Linked DNA regions of Capra hircus: region 1 is linked to region 2. A link is a contact called in public Hi-C data. All regions are on one chromosome and are shown on one strand. Each heading gives the region's core, a stretch centred on a gene start, on an enhancer-like site or on the middle of the called end of the contact. The rest is flanking DNA. Distances are from core to core; before and after follow the strand shown. Region 1 overlaps PSKH1 (serine/threonine-protein kinase H1). Region 2 holds the start of TSNAXIP1 (translin-associated factor X-interacting protein 1).

The links. A called contact is a pair of places that touch in the nucleus more often than the background predicts.
Region 1: a Hi-C map of blood shows a contact between it and region 2, with 2.4 times the contacts expected there. The contact joins the enhancer-like site here to the promoter of TSNAXIP1 in region 2. A contact is called at or near these places in 2 of 5 Hi-C or Micro-C datasets (blood and liver).

Annotation. Positions count from the first base shown.
Region 1 is chr18:36,674,602-36,679,929 of ARS1.2, reverse strand. It overlaps PSKH1 (serine/threonine-protein kinase H1), which reads right to left. Exons shown (of 3, transcript XM_018062173.1): 3 at 1,831-4,100. The coding sequence ends at 3,783. Among named protein-coding and RNA genes, the nearest start is that of PSMB10, 7.9 kb to the left of the region's middle. Within about 2 kb of position 2,594, at least 2 of the 5 cell types and tissues checked have an H3K27ac peak or open chromatin away from gene starts, as enhancers often do.
Region 2 is chr18:36,585,305-36,590,804 of ARS1.2, reverse strand. TSNAXIP1 (translin-associated factor X-interacting protein 1) reads right to left here and starts at 3,701. Exons shown (of 16, transcript XM_005692462.3): 1 at 3,181-3,701; 2 at 1,650-1,752. The coding sequence starts at 3,227. RANBP10 (ran-binding protein 10) reads left to right here and starts at 3,754. Exons shown (of 14, transcript XM_005692156.3): 1 at 3,754-4,097; 2 at 4,866-4,977. The coding sequence starts at 3,863.

The DNA of each region.
Region 1 (5,328 bases), core at 1,345-3,844, 90 kb before region 2:
GAAGCAAAAGGTGGATGTGTAGTTTAAGAGCCATCTGGCTGTATGTGGTGTCCAGACTGCTAAGGTCTGGAGTGAGTGGAGAGGTTAGGAAGGGGACAACATACAACTAGGTCAGGGGGAAGAATGGCCTGGGATGGGAGGTGGAGTAGAGCTGGTCTGAGTAGGATGGAGAGAGGTGGGAGAATGGACAGGATGTCGGGGCTGGTTGGATGGGGCAGCTGAGATTGTTGTAGAGGCCCAGAGGTGCTCATGAGGAAAGGAGCAGTGATAAGAGCCCTCTTGATCTGGACCCCTTTGGAGACACAGCCTGAGGGCACCCAGGAGGAGAGGAGAAGTGGGCTGGGATGCGGGAAGCAGGTCCTTTCCAGTCCAATGGCCAGGCTGTGGCGTTCTTGCCATTAAACCAGCGCTGCACTTCAGCCAGAGTACTGTCAATGGGAAGAAGGCAGTGCTGGGCCCCTGGCCCTGGGACGTGTCCCCGTAGGTACAGGACCCTGCGGTGGGGCAGGATGTCAGGTGTTTCATGCCTGGGTTTAGCCTGGGCCCACCCCCACTGCTAACCCCTGACCCCAGGACAGCAAAGGCTTCTGCTTCTGCGGTGGGTCTGTCACTGGCCAGTCCTGGGCAGTCACGGCTGCCCACTGCAACGTTGTGGGATTGCTTCCCCTCTCCCTGTACCACCCCTGCCCCACCTCCCCACCACCTTGCTCTGGAGGCCCCTCTCTTGTCACTCTGCCCTCCCTCTGGCTGCCCAGCCCCACTCTCACTGGAGCCCTGGCTGCCACTTTGTCATCCTGGGTGAATACAACCTAGCATCTGGTGCTGAGCCTTTGCAGGTCTGTCCATCTTGTGCCTGGGCTGCAGACGGGAAAGGAAGGGTGGGCAGTGTAGGTGTGTAGGCCCTAGGGGTGAGGAACTCACAGGATGCCCTGGTCTAACCCCTGGCACCCATCACCCTGGGGGCCTGTGCCCACGCCCATCCTGCACGGCCCCTTCCTGGCTTCACAGGCACCCTTCCTGGAATCCCACCACCATGAACAATGATCTCATATTACTGACACTCTCCTCTCCAGCCCAGTACACAATGTGCACCTCACCAGTTTTCCCGGCTTCCTCACATGGCTGGGTGCCTCAGTGGTGTGGGTAGGAACTTGGGTCAAAGATCTGGGTGGAAGGGAAGGGTAGGGGCAAGCCATGTGGGGCATAAGCAGCCCCGCCCGGCCCACAGGCAGTGTGACTCGGGCACACCTGCGGCAGCCAGCTCTGCCCTGCTCACCGAGAGACAGTGTCAGCAGTACCAGGGCTCATGCTCACCAGCTCCACAATCTGTGCAGGGGCCTCCTTGCGCCAGGTGAGCACTGGCCCCGTCCTGTCCTCGGCACTTTCCTGTGGTACTCCCACCTGCATGCAGACTTCTCCCCTCTCCTTCCGCCAGGGTGACTCTGGAGGCCTGCTTGTCTGCCAGAAGGGGAACACATGGGTGCTCACTGATATGGTCTCCTGGGGCACCAGGGACTGCAGTGTGCTCGCGCCTGCCATGTACACTCCTTCAGCAGGTTTGGTACCTGGGTCAATCAGGCCACAGCCTACAACTGAGCCCACACAGGCTCCGCTGGGGTCTAATAAATACTCCCAGTCCTGCTGTCTATTCTGTCTTCCTGGTTCAGGAAAAAGGAGAGGCTTCTGGGGGTCCCACTCCCCAAGTGAACTCTGTCCTCTGGCCCAACACATGCTGAGGAGTCAAGAACCTGCTAGACTAGCTGCGTCTGGGCTGAGTTCCCCATCCCCACCTCCTGGGCAACCCCTTGGTCCCCAGCAAGGAGGCCGGGCTGTCAGAATGAAGCGGCAGCTTTCCCTGGGGAAGGCAGCCTGTTTATTGAGTACAGAGGATACCTTTACAGACTGAGTACACAAAATAAATAACTGCACATTCTCCATCCACAGTCCATGGCGTCACAAAGGCCCAAGTCTCCAAACTTCCTCGGTCCTACTCTCAGGACCAGGTGCATCCTGGCCAAGGGGAAATAAATCCCCAGAGGCACCCGGGGAAGTGGGGGGAATTCTGAGGACAGGGGACTTGGGCTTGCCACTGCCTCGTGCAAGGAGCACTGGAGACAGAGGAGCGGGTGTACAAGGCACAGGTGATGTGGCCCAGAGTGGTCTCTTTGGGCGTGGTGCCCACTGAAGGTGGCACATGCAAAAAGTTGAGGGCCTGGCCCAAGGGAACCCACCATAAGGAACTGAGAGCCAAACCCTCCCCACTGGCAGGGGACCCGCAGTCCAGCTAAAGCTAAAGCTGGGCCCTGGCTCCTCCCCACCTGCAGAGAGCAGCTGTGGAGGGAGAGGGCTTGGACTCCAGCCCCCATCTGTGGTGGAGGGGAGGCACAAGACTGACGGGGGATGGTCTTGCTCAGACCTCTGGGAAAGCAGTCATCCAATTTCACCCACCTCTCATGGGGCTCCCTCCAGACGGAGATTCAGTGGGGCCCAGAATGGAAAGGTAATGCTGTGAAAAGAAGCAGGGACAGGGTGGACCAAGCAAGGCCACCGTGAGGAGGGCAGTGCCCCCACGCATTCAGGGTTCAGAGGCAGGTCACACAGTATGGCTAAGTTCCAGGGGGGAGCTGCAACAGAAGCTCAGCAGAAAGGGAGACAGTTGAGCAGTCCCAGGACCTTCCTTCCTTCCCACTTCCTCTTGGAGGATAAAAGGAGAGCACAGTGGGCATTCCTAGGCTGTCCATACGAGTGCCCGACACTAGATGGCGCCTTTGTGCAGCTGCAAAGGAGGGAAGAGCAGCGCCTGAAGTGAGGCAACAACCGGCAGCACCAAGGTTGGAACCAGGGCTGATGCTGGAATCCGGATGGGGCTCTCCCTCAGAAGCCCCCGTCCTTTGCTTTGACCCAGGTGCCCCATCCCCCAGGTAGCAGCAGTGGGGCTCCTTTTAACCCCCCACAGTTGGGAAGGAGGCACCTGGGGAATAGAAAGAACGGGCATCCAAGGGAGAGAGTGAGGTGATAGGAGGCTCTGCAAAGAAGGCACTGAGGATGGTGGACTGGTGGCGGGAACCCTCATGGCCAGAGGCTGGAGCCTGGAGCAAGCCTGCTACCAACGCAGCCACACAGTCCAGAGGGCCAAGGGCCACTCCACGGCCTTCCCATGAGAGATCCTGGCAAGTTCTGGGGCCAGGAGGGGTCCCTGGGGACACCGGGAAGGAAGACAGATTTGGGCTGGGAGGTGGAAGACTGTTTAGACTTAGCCAGGGGCTGAAAGTCCAGCCAAGGCACAAGTTATGGGCCTACCTGGGCCTCTCACTAGAGCATAATCATGGGGGTCAGGATGCCATGAAACATGGGGGCAGGGGGTTAGGGAGGAAGGCTTGGTAGAGGAAAGGGGAGTTCCAGAAGTAACTGTCCCAAAGAGTCCTGAGACCACAGGATACCCTCTAGCTGGCAGTGCATGCCCCTTTGGTCTGGGGGAGAGCCAAGAAAGAGGTGAGACTGAAGGCCAAGTCCCGCCCTTCCCCCAATATATACCAGAGCACTTGTCCACCGAGAGGAGCATCTGTGCCAAATCAGGTTCGGGGCTCATAGGGCCCAGGACTCCCTCCGCTCTGTCGCACCAGGTTGAGGCCCAGAGTGAAGATGGGGGCGCTGCAGGCACAGAGAAGGGGCTAGGGCCATTCACCTACCCTGGACCATGCAGGTCTATCTCTAGAGAGGCCGCTGGGCCCAGCAGTGTGTGCCCCGGCTGGGGCCCGCCATGTCTGCATCCCGCTGGCAGCTCAGCCGTTGTACTGCTGCTGGTAGCGCAGGTTGAGCTCCCGCAGCTCTCGCTCCCGCACTCGGCGGGACTTGTTGGAGCGTGTTGAACGGCTGGACCGCGTGGACTGGGCAGATTTAGTGCTCTGGCAGCGTGAGGAGGCACGTTTGAGGAGGTTCTGGGAGATGGAGCGGTGCAGATTCTTCATAGACGAAGAGGCTGCCATGCTCACCACCCATGGATGCCTCAGGGCCTGCAGTGCAGTCATACGGGCGCCAGGGTCCACCGTCAGTAGGCGGTCAATGAAGTCCTTGGCCAGGTTGGACACACTGGGCCAGGGCTAGAGACCAAGGACAAGCATTAGAGCGAGCACACTAATCACTGCCCTCCCCAGGACGAAGATGTCACCCACACAGCACTCAAGACCTGTCCAGCAGCCCTGCGCTTGCCCCCCAGAGAGGCAATGTCCCGCTCCTCCCATGTAGATCATTCTGAGCCTCCCCTTCCCACCCAGTGCTGAGCAGAGGCTACTCTCCAGGTGACATGGAGTGTGACAGGAGAAGGACTCACCCCTCCCCAAGGAACAAACTTCTAAGGTGCCCTGGACTCAAAGCCTAGTTCAAGGAGGTAGCCCCAGTCAAGACCACCCATCCTACCCTAGGACAGTGCAACTCAGGGGGATCTAATGAGAATGACCAAATCTTCCACCACATCTTAAGCTGCACTTAAGCTCACATCCCCAGACACCCCATTCCAGGCCACTTCTTAGTCCTTACAGAGAGGGCCCGTCCTCTCTCCAACTGAAAGAGTGGCCAAAATGAACACCGCATTCTCTGCATCAGCCTCAGCCTCTCAGCCATGGAGAGAAGAGGGAAAAATTCAAGGCAACTAGATTTCTTCACCTGATGGGAGGGCAGGGGGATCGCAGGAGCCCAGCAAGGACTGGGACCCTTCTCAGGGGTACTTCTCATGTCTGCATGACTTCCCTAAGTCACACAGCACTCCTGGCAGTGTCCTGTACCAGCCTCATCTTAGTGTATTCTTTCCTCAGCACAAAGCCTGCTCAGCTACATGCACCCTCGTGGTGTGTGGCTGCCTCATCACAGCTACACACCAAGCAGCTGTCTGTCTCCAGGTCTCAGCCTGCACAACCCTTCACCTGGCTGAATCCCCAGTTCTCAGGTTAAAAGACATTTGCTCATACTCCCTCTTAGCCCCAAGTCTAAACAATTATTCCAACAATTTCAAGTTTACTGTGCTCATTAGACCATGCTCAGCTAGTCATCAGTGCCTATTGCTGGGTATAAAGGAGGCACTCAGCAGAGAGAGACTCAGTGAGTAAACAACCCATGCATGGCACCTGATGGGTACTCTCTCCTGCAGCTGCTTCTAGGACATGGCCCAGGCCCTCAAGTTACTCTGCTGAAGGAGGGTGCATGCAGCACTGCTCTGAGTCCCTGCCTCTCTTGGGAGCACTCTGGCACGGGGTCTGACACTCTCCAAAGGGTAGGTGGCTTGGACTTTTGCTGAGCCTGTTCCAGACGGCTTGGTTGGGAGGTAAGGGAGAC
Region 2 (5,500 bases), core at 2,452-4,951:
GCAGAATGGGCATGGGGGAGATAAATTAGGATTTGAGGATTAACATATATACACGACTATACATAAAATTGGTAAACAACAGGACCTACTGTATAGCACAGGGATATATACTCAATATAACCTATAATGTAATAATTACTATATAATTGTAATAATCACCTATAATGGAAAAAAACCTGAAAAAGAATATATGTATAATGGGATCACTTTTCTGTACAGTTGAAACTAACACATTGTAGAGTAACCATACTTCAACAAAAAAGAACAGAAAATATAAGAACAGTAACAAAGGGGGACCAGCCTTGAAAATTCCCTGAGAAGACAAAACCAGTTTAGTCATAGAAATAAAGCTTAATTTAGCTTATTTTGGGTAACTTAAAAAATAAGAGGCCAGATTTCCAGTGCTGTCTGCCGTTTCTGTCAAGAGAAGACGGGGTTACCCTATTTTGGTTTCAGGCATAGGCTGCTTTTTTGGTCTGGTTATCAAACAGCTGGTGAGCGGGTGGCTGGAAGGCGGTGTTCCAGTGAGCTGTGCTCTCTGCTTCCCCCTGCGGGTGAAAACGGGAAGGGCGGCCCGGGGGTCGGAGGGACTGCAGGAGAGTGCAACGCCCCCTGGTGGGTGAGTACGGTATCACTGTCGACGAGCAAAATAAAGGGAGTGAGAGCCTGGTCCCACTCCCACTGAGTAGGTGGCAGCTGGAGGGGCAGGGAGCCCCAAGTAATCCGGATCATGCGGTAATGTGGCTGCGCTTGGTCTCCGCTTAGAGTCCACACTACCCTTTCTCGCCCTGATATCAGGTTTTTGATGTTTGAAGTCGCCAGCCTCACAAAGGGTACCTACAGCTCACGTTCCCATCTACATAAGACACACTCACCTAAGTGTGTAGTGGAAAACTACCACAGCCCACAATTATCCACGGTGAGCTGGACTTACAAGTTTGCTCAGATGTGTTTTTTTACCTGTGATTTTTGGACAATGGCTGTTTGCTGATTAAATAGTAATAACAATCTTACGATCATATCAACAAAACTCCTAAATCTTAATAACATAGCATTTTTTAAAATTTGTGGGGAGAATCAGCGATGGCACTCATTCCCCACTGCAGTGAAAGTGTAGAGTCCTAACCACTGGACTGCCAGGGAGTTCCCCAGCATTCATTTTTATATAAAAACGTCAAAGAACAGGAATGGAAGGAGAGACTGTCCTGAGACTGATAGAGTCCCTACTTCCAGTGCAGAGCCAGCAACACAGTGGATGAACATCCTTTGCTACTGCCTTCACACACCTACTCACAGCAGTTATGGCACACATTGTAGCAGCCACTCAAGTACTACATCAGGCACTAGGGCTGTAAAGACAAAAAAGATACAGTCATAGTTCTAAAAGACCCTGATAGATCTGGTGGGACCGTCGCAGCACCAAGCACAATGCCTGGCACGTGGTAGGCTGGATGAAGAAATGAGGTCCACTCCAGAATGCTGTGTTGCAAGAGAAGGTTATCTGTGGGAAAGGGCTGGTCTGGGAAGGTTTTTCAGGTGAGGTGTGGCAAGTGTGCATGCTCCCACCTCAGAGGCTGGTGGGCCTGGCCTCTGACACACCCCTGACTGGGGATCAAAATTTAGAGATCCCACAGGACATTGCCACTAACCAGCAGTGTCTTCCGTTTCTGAGAAAGCTTGCGTTTCTGGGTATTCTTGGTTTCTGTGAAGAGGGAATCATCTATGGACACTCCTAAAGGCCGCAGGTGTGCTCTGCACAGAGAAGGAGAAAGAAAGGGTGGGTGACAGAGCCTTGAGTGGGGAGTGCACTTCCACCCTTCCCAGAACCACAAGACATGGGCTCCTCTCTCCTCCAAGGCAGGTTCTGGGTCTTCCCAGTGCTGCCGCCAGATTCCCAAAGGTGCTGTCAACAAGCTCCCAATTCTGGGCTCAAAGTATTTTTCCACATTCCCAGAAACATTCTCCTCATCACTGGAATCTCATGTATTCTGCAGTGGTATAACACCCCTTGCCAGGAACCCATAAAACCATGCAGGCCTACACTTCCTTCAGCATTCATCTGTGGCTCTAATGATCACTGTATGTACATTACCAGCACATTCTAGGGGTGTGATACCAAAGGCAGGTGCTATAGGACAAGAAGTACAGAGTCTGGAGTCAAGAGTCAGGGTGAGAGTCTTGAGCTTGTACTTACTACTTTCTACTTACTAGTTGATAGGACCCAGAGGCTGACATCTATCTTCTAACAGGAATCCTCTTGGGCATGTAATTTAACTTCACTCAGCCCAGTTTCCTTACAAGGAGATGGAGACAAATCTTTTTTTTTTTTTTAAACACATAATCCTCTGAGAAGTTCTAGTGTTTTATTTTTTAATTTTTTTAAAAATATTTATTTGGCTGTGGCTTTTCTGGCTATAGGAGCTTGTTATCATCATATTTGGAGTGTCCAGATGCTGCACCTGTGAAGGTGCTACCTTAAGGCTATAGGATGTTCTTGGGCTGCTTACAGATGCTTTTTTATCTTCAGCCAGTGGGTAAAGAGGCTGTTTATCCTGTGGCTAAGAGCTCAAATCTAGAGACTCCCATGGCTGAGATCAAATACCAGCTCCATGACTTATAAACATGTGTAAAACACATGATCTCTTCAGACTTCTATTTCTTTGTTTGTAAAACGGTGATATTACCACCTCATAGAGTTGCTGTGAGGGTTAAATATGGTGTATGGAGCACTTGGCACTTAATGCACGCTTAACAGGAAAAAGCCGGCTGTTACTAATGATAAAGTGCGCCTCCCCTTTTACTGGGCTTCCCCTGTGGCTCAGCTGGTAAAGAATCCGCCTGCAATGCGGGAGACCTGGGTTGGATTCCTGGGTTGGGAAGATTCCCTGAAGAAGGGAAAGGCTACCCACTCCAGTATTCTGGCCTGTATAGTCCATGGGGTAGCAAAGAGTCGGACACGACTGAGTGACTTCCACTTCCACTTTACCCTTTTACTAGAATGTAACCACCTTCCTGCGCTGACAAATCATCTGAGATTGTTTCTGTACCACTGTTCCTGTGGGGCTGGAGGCCCAGACCAATAGAAAAAGGCAGGAGGTGCAGAGGTCTGAAGCAGGTACCCTTTCTCTTTCTGGAAGTACGCAAAGCCTCCTCTCCGGCCTCACACCGCCAAGCGCCTACCTCGACGTGGTGGGGAAGTTGAGGGTTTGCGAGTTCTGAGAGTCCATGACCCTAGGGCAGCCGGGCAGTCGGGCACCCGGGCAGCCCGCACCCGCGGCCTGGGAAGCTGTGCTAGTGTACAGTCCGTCACCATGGCGACCAGATCCCAGCAGCCCATCGGCGGGGGCGGGATCAGGATTGTGTCACGCCCTCGAATCCGGCTCCCGCGCGCCGGGAGGAAAGCCAAGCAGCGAAGGTATGCTCGGACGGGGAATAGGGACTGAGGGTCTCCTTAGAGTCAGTCATTACAGCGGATATGACCCTAGCGACCGGAGCTGAGGCTGGGGCATAAACAGAGGCCACGGGGGAGGGAGGTGAGCTGAGAGGCCGGAGCAGCGTTGCCAGCGGGAATTGTAGTTTTCGGTATCTCAATGTCTTAGCTGAGCAGGCTTATGGCTGAGCAGGTTTGTACTACATCTCCCAGAAATCCCCACCAGCCTGAGCTGGTCCGCCCCTGGAGAACTCTGCATTATGGGAAGTGGAGTCCAAAATGTGGCGAGGCGTGGCAGGGTCCAAAGCGAGTTGCAGGACTGGGACTCGGTTTCCCTGCGGCCCTGGTTGGCTCTCTGGTCATTGGCTGAGCGGGGCGGATCTGGTCCTGCTCTTCCCCGCCCCCAGTGACACAATAGCAGCTCCCTCCAAGATGGCGGCGGCGACGGCGGACCCGGGAGCTGGGAGCCCTCAGGTTGGAGACTCCTCCGGCGGGGCCGCTGGGTGCGGGCTGCCGTCCCCAGGAGAGCAGGAACTGAGCCGGCGCTTGCAGCGCCTGTATCCCGCTGTCAACCAGCACGAGACGCCGCTGCCGCGCTCCTGGAGCCCCAAGGACAAGTACAACTACATCGGCCTCTCCCAGGGCAACCTCCGCGTCCACTATAAAGGTATCGGCCTTCTGGCCGAGGGGAGGAAAAGACCAGAGTGTCTTCGGGGTAGCTGTGCTGCCCGGCCGGTGCTCCATCATGTCCCTTCCCCAGCTCGGGTGCTCCGGGTTGGGCCTTAGCTCCTGTAGGGTGTCTAGGGTGGTGGAGCTGACCAGGCCAGTGATTGACTGCCTTGTCTGCTCTGCCCTGAGACACCCGGTGTCAGGAGAACCGCAACAGGTGTCCGAACCAGTTCTGGGCTGGACCTTCTTCCCAGGGTCTTCCTGCTTGTCCTGAGATAGCTCTAGGGACTCTAGCTGAGCCCTTTACCACTGCTGAGTTTCAAAAGTGTCTAAAGAAAAGGGTGGTCACATCCCCTCCATCAACCAGAGGTCCATGAGCTTCCTCACCTGCCAGACATCCCAGACAGGGCCTGAGGTTCTGCCCCAAATCGTAGGGGCATCTTCCAGGGCTGCCTCTCCCTCCCCTATTCTTCGGAGTGGGCTGCGTGTATCCTGAGGAAGTCTCTTATGTAGGCACCCACATTGCATGTACCCTCCTGTGGTTTCTGTGGTGGACAGAGTCCCAGGCCGGGCTGCTGTGCTTAGGAGGAGGTGAACCAAAGGTGGGAGGTTTATGTATTTGCTTAGTTGTTGTCTAATTATTTCTTGGACTGTGTAAGGGCTTCCTCTGGCCATGAAGGGGTAAAGTTGCCATGGAGCAGAGAGGAATGAGGCTTCCATTTGTATGTCCCTCTGCTGAAATTTCTTCCTTGTCCTCTTCTATTAGGTCATGGCAAAAATCACAAAGATGCGGCGTCAGTGCGTGCCACCCACCCCATACCTGCTGCCTGTGGCATTTATTACTTTGAGGTGAAGATTGTCAGCAAAGGAAGAGATGGGTAAGCCCCTTCTGACCACCTTGCCCCCAACACTGAGCTGTTCCCTGTGGTCAGAGTTTGAGGTCTCCTGGTTGACACCTGTGCCTGTATGAGCTGCTGAGCTGCAAAGGGTTGAGTAGTGGGTGCCTGTTACCTGGCTGTGGTCATGACCTGGTCTAAGCAGTAGCTTTTGATGGCAAGTAGGTACATTTTGTCGGAGAAGGCAATGGCAACCCACTCCAGTGTTCTTGCCTGGAGAACCCCAGGGACGGGGTAGCCTGGTGGGCTGCCGTCTCTGGGGTCGTACAGAGTCGGACACGACTCAAGTGGCTTAGCAGCAGCAGGTACATTTTGTAGAAGAGGGGCTTCTCTTTGGTGATGATGTAATGACTGTTTCCCTCACAAGTCAGGGAAACAAGTAACAAGTTTACATTAACAGTTCAGCGTCTGGAATGAAGTTCCTCCACTGTTATGTGGTGTTTGTTACTTCCCTCCTTTCACACTGTTGCTGTATTCAAGGTTCCTTTTTATGGCATTTAGTCAT